Regions from separate parts of the Gossypium hirsutum genome. Here region 2 is linked to region 1. Evidence: chromatin contacts called from public Hi-C data. All regions are on one chromosome and are shown on one strand. Each heading gives the region's core, a stretch centred on a gene start, on an enhancer-like site or on the middle of the called end of the contact. The rest is flanking DNA. Distances are from core to core; before and after follow the strand shown. Region 1 overlaps LOC107890851 (V-type proton ATPase subunit B 1). Region 2 holds the start of LOC107890850 (protein MOTHER of FT and TFL1).

Region 1 (2,838 bases), core at 225-2,724:
TTCAGTAGATTTGGATTTCTATATCCATATCCAAACACTGACCGAGACCAGTGCATCCCAACTGCATTAGCTGCTTTTCTTCTCTTCAATTTATTTTCAGAGTTTTGCTTTGTATTGTATTGGTTTTTATGTGAAGATGAAAATAAGGGAGACGGTGGACGACTTGTGCTGTTATGTTGAATAATGTTTTTATTTTTTATTTTTGTCTTTTTGGGCAATCATAGAAACATTGTTTCATTTATCAAAGACTCTAGCCCATCGATTGCAGTACATATGGAAAACAAGAGACAAAGCAGCCTAAGCAACTATATACATACAAAATGGTTGCATCACTGTATAACTCGACCTCCAAAGGCAGCATATGTTTAATCAGAACCATGATTTGACAAACCAAAAGCCTACCTTATGGTTATGCTATGATTTAGGCTCAACCATCAAATGACCAACGATGCATTGACAGTGGTGAGACGTTGGTCAGCCGGAAGGGTGATCCTTCCGAAAGGATTATAGTATATAAGCAACGACTCTCAACCAATGATATAAGCAATAAGTACCATACAACCATGGCTTAAAATTCACTTCATTATTTTATTATCCATTAATATCCAATAATTACCATTCAAATGTGTAGGATTCATTTATTAAATGTGGTGGAAATCAATTTGTGAACGATGATTAAATATGCATTGGATATTATTGAATGAAAAACTAATGGAGTGGAGCCAAACCTCCATACAACATAAAACATAGCAAGTAATATATGCTCGTTCGATCCCCAATCTTATCAGAGACATTCGCGCCAGCTATCCTATCTGGCTCCTTTCCATCGGATTGCATTAATGCTTTCTCAGATGCATCATTTTGAATGTCTACCTCACTAGCTCCTTCCATTTTTAATGTGCAAAAGATTTTCCAGTCCTGATATTTCGTTTCTCTCACATTTCCTTCTCGTGCGTGAACTTCATTTCCCACCAGCATTTTCACTTCATCATCCTCGTCATCATCTTTGCTTTGGCTAAGGTTTGCTTGATCACCAAACTCCTTTTTGCTGATGGGTAAGGCATGAATCTAGTCACCATAAATCTTTTCCACCTTGATTTTTTTGGTGGTGGACCTCCAACTTTTAAAGGCGTGACCTAACCTTCCACATGCATAACACAAACCTTTCATGTTCAAAGACTACCGTAATAAGATCGTTGTCAGTTTTGCGAAGCTTGAAGTTGTTGGGTAGAGGGTTTTCAACTTTAAGACCCACATTTGGTCCCATGAGCCTTTGTTTCTTTGCTAGATGTAGATGTTGAAAGATGAACCTCCTTGATGCTTCCTCTCTTTGAGGATCAAGTGATCAGGTGGCTGACCCAATTAGCTTCTTTTGTTCCCTCTCTCTTTTAAACACAAACGGTAGCATGTTTCTAACTTCAAGGTCGCGCATTTCGCTAGGATCTTCAACCGCCCATGGCCATACCTTCGTTTAAGATGTGCACCCACGGCCCACCATGACCATAGGCCCCGTTTTATTTATTTATTTATTTCACAATCATATACCACTTTGCAGATCAACGAAATTCCCCTGATTCGACCATCGACTTTAACGTATGATTCCAACTCAAGTGTGATCAATGTTTCATTTTCTAGGTCACCCAGAACTATGTCTTTTTATGGCTTCTTTGCTGTCGTTGTCCAAGGTCATGCAAACCAACGCAAGAAAGACGAGAAAACTAAAAAACGCTTTAGAGAAAGAGAAGCCAAATGTAGGTGACCGAAAGAGAATTATAAAATATTGTGAAAAGGGAGGGTCATTCAAAGTATGAGAAGGTCTTAGAAAGTTCCACTCAAGGACGAACGCTTGATGGAAAGAAAAATTGCTTTATCAGGAAAGCAATCTTTCTCCTTCTACAAAACTATAGTACTTGAGTGTAATATTAAATAAAATTTAATTAAAGAGAACAGAAGTGATTTATTCCAATTATGTTACAATCCCAAACCAAATACAAATTTAATCTCCCAAGCATGCACATCTACATTTGATTCAAACCTCTTTCCATATATTCCCTTCTAAATATTCTCTTGTTTTTAGAATTAGGATGAGTGTGAATAGAAAATGATGTTGTGTAAAAATAATTTCAAAATAAATACAAATGTTTTCATGCGTAATTGCTCGCCTGCTTTTAAAAAGTTGTTAACCGAATCATTTATATTAGAATTATTTTTTAAAAAATTAATTTTTATACACTAATAAAATATTGGCACATCTTAAATAACTTAAATATGGATAAATGCATAAAAATATTTATGTAAAATTTTAAACAATTTAAAAAAGAACCATTTAAGTTATTTTTTTTTTAATTTTGCAAGATTTGATCTAAGAAACTAAAATTAAAGTTAATTAAAGTAAAAAATAATTAAAACATCAAAGTAAAGAAATATAGTCTATTGTATAAACTTTTTTTGAAAGGGTCATGGATTTAGATATCATGAAACTTCTATTTATTTAATTTCACATAATAAATGATGAATAATTTTATGGAGAAAATCAATAAGTAATCAATTAAAAATTTAAAGGAAAAAAAATGATATATTTCAAGTTGTTGACGTGTCAAAAGAAAAATTAATAAAAAAAAATTGTAACTTACCTAAAACCCACCAATACCTTACTATATATATATAATATCTATTTTATTTTTTAAACTCTTGACTTGGTTAGGGAAATTACAAAAAAAAAAATTAAAATACATTATAATATTTAAGGGTATTTTAGTCTATTTATTTTAATAAAAAATCAACAAAAATATACATATGATGAGATTTGAATCCACATCAATTAGATTAGTTAAACAT
Region 2 (2,838 bases), core at 218-2,717, 36 kb after region 1:
TTAAAATAAAGGGTCAAGATGATAAAAGAATTTTGTTAAATGGGAGTGTTTTTTCACTAGAGCTTAAGTTTTATATTTTAATTTTATATTTTTCAAAATTTAAAATAACAAAATAACATAGTGTTATATTAAAATTATATTAAGACAATATGTTTGTTATATTAGATTTTAGAAATAGAAACTTTTAATTTAACGAATTTGATAACTATCATTGGTTAGAATTGAAATTCTAAAATTCTACAAATATATTGACTAAAAATAATCAAATTAAAATACAGAAATTAAACCTATAACTTACATATAGCACAAAAGTAATAGTAGATTTTAATCAAATATTATATTTAAAATTTTCCTTTTAGATTGAATCTTAGCTCGATTGGTATGAACATAATAGCCAATATAAAAGGATATGAGTTCGAGTGTTCTAAAACGTATTATTTTTCTATTTATGGATTGAAAATGAACTACGAATAATTTTAAACATACCGAAAAAAAAAGTACATATAATCAATCAAGGCCGATGGCAGAGGCTAGCGGATGTCTGGTGAGAGAGTTGTGCACTTAAACCGGAGGATTTGTAGGGCTTTTTGAAACTTTGAAGAATCTCGGTGGGTTGTGAGAATGGAAGATTCGAATAGTTAAGGATTTTAGATTGATGGTTACTAGTTCTCACACTTTTCATCATCTGATGCAGAAAGGAGAGAAGAAATTTCAGAAAAAGCTAAACTGCTATTAGGACTGTTTTTTTGCTTTGCGTGTTTAGGACGTTTTAGTTTCCCATTTCTTAATGTATGTTTTTTTAGGAATGTTGTTTATTGCTTTAGGAGCCCCAAGCACCGCCCATCCGGGTTGCTGGTAGTTTGACAGCTGGACGCGATGCAAGGTTTAAGGCTTTGTTTAGTCTTTTCAAATTTATTAAATGCATTGGGTAATTTGATAAAAAAATTCCTTTTAATCTGATTGAATATTAATTTGATTGGCATAAATATGGTAGCCAATAAGATAATGTGAGTTTAAGTGTACTGAAACATACTCATATCAATAAATAAAAAAGAAATAATGAGTAATTTTAAATATATATTTTTTAAAACAAATTTAATCCAAACTTATAATCAACATCGCCAATTTTTTTTAATGGAAAATTATGTTATAAAAAAATTTAAAATTCCATAAACGGTTATATATAGTAAAGAAAAAGTTTAATATATAAATAAATCACACATTTGTTACATTTTCAATTGCAGAGTACTCCAAACATATTTTATTCAAAAAAATTATACATTGAAATTTTACAAGCTTAAATTAGGAATATTTTAATATAAAAAATTTCCATTGAAAATTTGGGAAATATAAAAAAAATATACAAAGTAGAAATTTGTTGCATAAATTGGTTGCTTTCTGGGCTACAAAAGGAAAAAGAAAAGCAGGGAGGTTTTTTTCACAGCTGGGAGGGAACGCACGTGGCAGTCACTGCCTGCAAGAACTTTTTAATGGCCTATGCATGCCACCTACGTCACACTAATCTAACCCCACCCTTCTCACCCCTTTCACACCTCTTTATATACTCTCCCTTGTCTCTTCCACACTGCACCCCACCCCCACTCCTCTTTCTCCCATGGCTGCCTCCGTTGATCCTCTCGTTGTTGGTCGTGTCATTGGCGATGTTGTCGACATGTTCGTTCCCACCGTCACCATGTCCGTCTACTATGGTTCCAAGCACGTCTCTAACGGATGTGACATTAAGCCTTCTATGGCTATCAACCCTCCCAAAGTTGCCATCGATGGCCTTCCTGACCAGTTTTATACTTTGGTTCGTTTTTTTTTTTTTACCAATTGGGAATTGGGTTATCTTTCTGCACTGTTTTTAGTGTAATTTGTTTGAGAGAGAGGGAGGGTATGATTGTTTAATGCTTGTCGATATGTCTCTGAGTGAGGCTGACAATTAATGATGCATGCTGGTGATGATTTAAACCAGGTGATGACTGACCCTGATGCGCCAAGTCCCAGCGAGCCAACCATGCGTGAATGGGTTCACTGGTACGTTGTTTCCCGCCCCCCCTTGTTTTTGAGAAAATATTTTGTAATCATGTTGCTGATCATTTCGTAAACCATCACGCAATTTGCTTTCGTCGCTGTTTCAGGATCGTGTCTGACATTCCTGGAGGAACCAACCCCACTCGAGGTATAAACAACTCTCTATGTATTTATATTGTCTTATTATACCCTCTTCAGAATATTGCCATATTTTTAACTTTATTATTTCGATTGATTCTGCTGTAAAGAAGAGAAATTGTAGCAGAATTATTTATGATGATATTTACTGTGATTTTCTTTTCATTCTCTTTTATCTCAGCCAAGATTAAACCAATTCTTGCATGCATGCATGCATCCCGAGGGAAAATTTTCCGAGACAATTATAATCTGGTTTTCTTATTAAATCAAGTGGGTTATATCTATTTTTAGTAAATTATGAGTACAAAATTAAACAACAAAGTTGTTTGAAAAATCATCTCATACTAGGTTAAATGACACAAGAAAAGAAGTAAATTACTACTTTCCGTGTGTATGTGTTTACTAGAATAATTAATAAAAAGAAAAAAATGGGTGTTGAAAATACATCTAGCATAAAGCTTAGATAAACAATTTGCAATTTGCAGCAGTAGAATTTGAGTTGAATTCATTGTTAAATCTGTCAAAGATCCAATACAACCCTAACAAATGTTGTCCGCCACCAAAATTCCTTTTACTATGTAATCTATATATCACTGACACTCACTGCAATCTGCATCTGCATCTGCATCTGCATGTAATTAATATAATTAATTAAATATCTTATTT

Evidence for each region. Hi-C and Micro-C count contacts between places; a contact is called where the count stands out from the background.
Region 2: a Hi-C map of leaf shows a contact between it and region 1, with 3 times the contacts expected there. The contact joins the promoter of LOC107890850 here to the enhancer-like site in region 1. A contact is called at or near these places in 3 of 34 Hi-C or Micro-C datasets (all in leaf).

What each region holds. Positions count from the first base shown.
Region 1 is chrD09:47,633,292-47,636,129 of Gossypium_hirsutum_v2.1, forward strand. LOC107890851 (V-type proton ATPase subunit B 1) reads left to right here. Exons shown (of 15, transcript NM_001326776.2): 15 at 1-199. Among protein-coding and RNA genes, the nearest start is that of LOC107890851, 8.1 kb to the left of the region's middle. Within about 2 kb of position 1,475, at least 7 of the 9 cell types and tissues checked have an H3K27ac peak or open chromatin away from gene starts, as enhancers often do. A contact at or near this core is called in leaf, where this site is marked.
Region 2 is chrD09:47,669,778-47,672,615 of Gossypium_hirsutum_v2.1, forward strand. It overlaps LOC107890850 (protein MOTHER of FT and TFL1), which reads left to right and starts at 1,468. Exons shown (of 4, transcript XM_016815427.2): 1 at 1,468-1,810; 2 at 1,976-2,037; 3 at 2,142-2,182. The coding sequence starts at 1,616.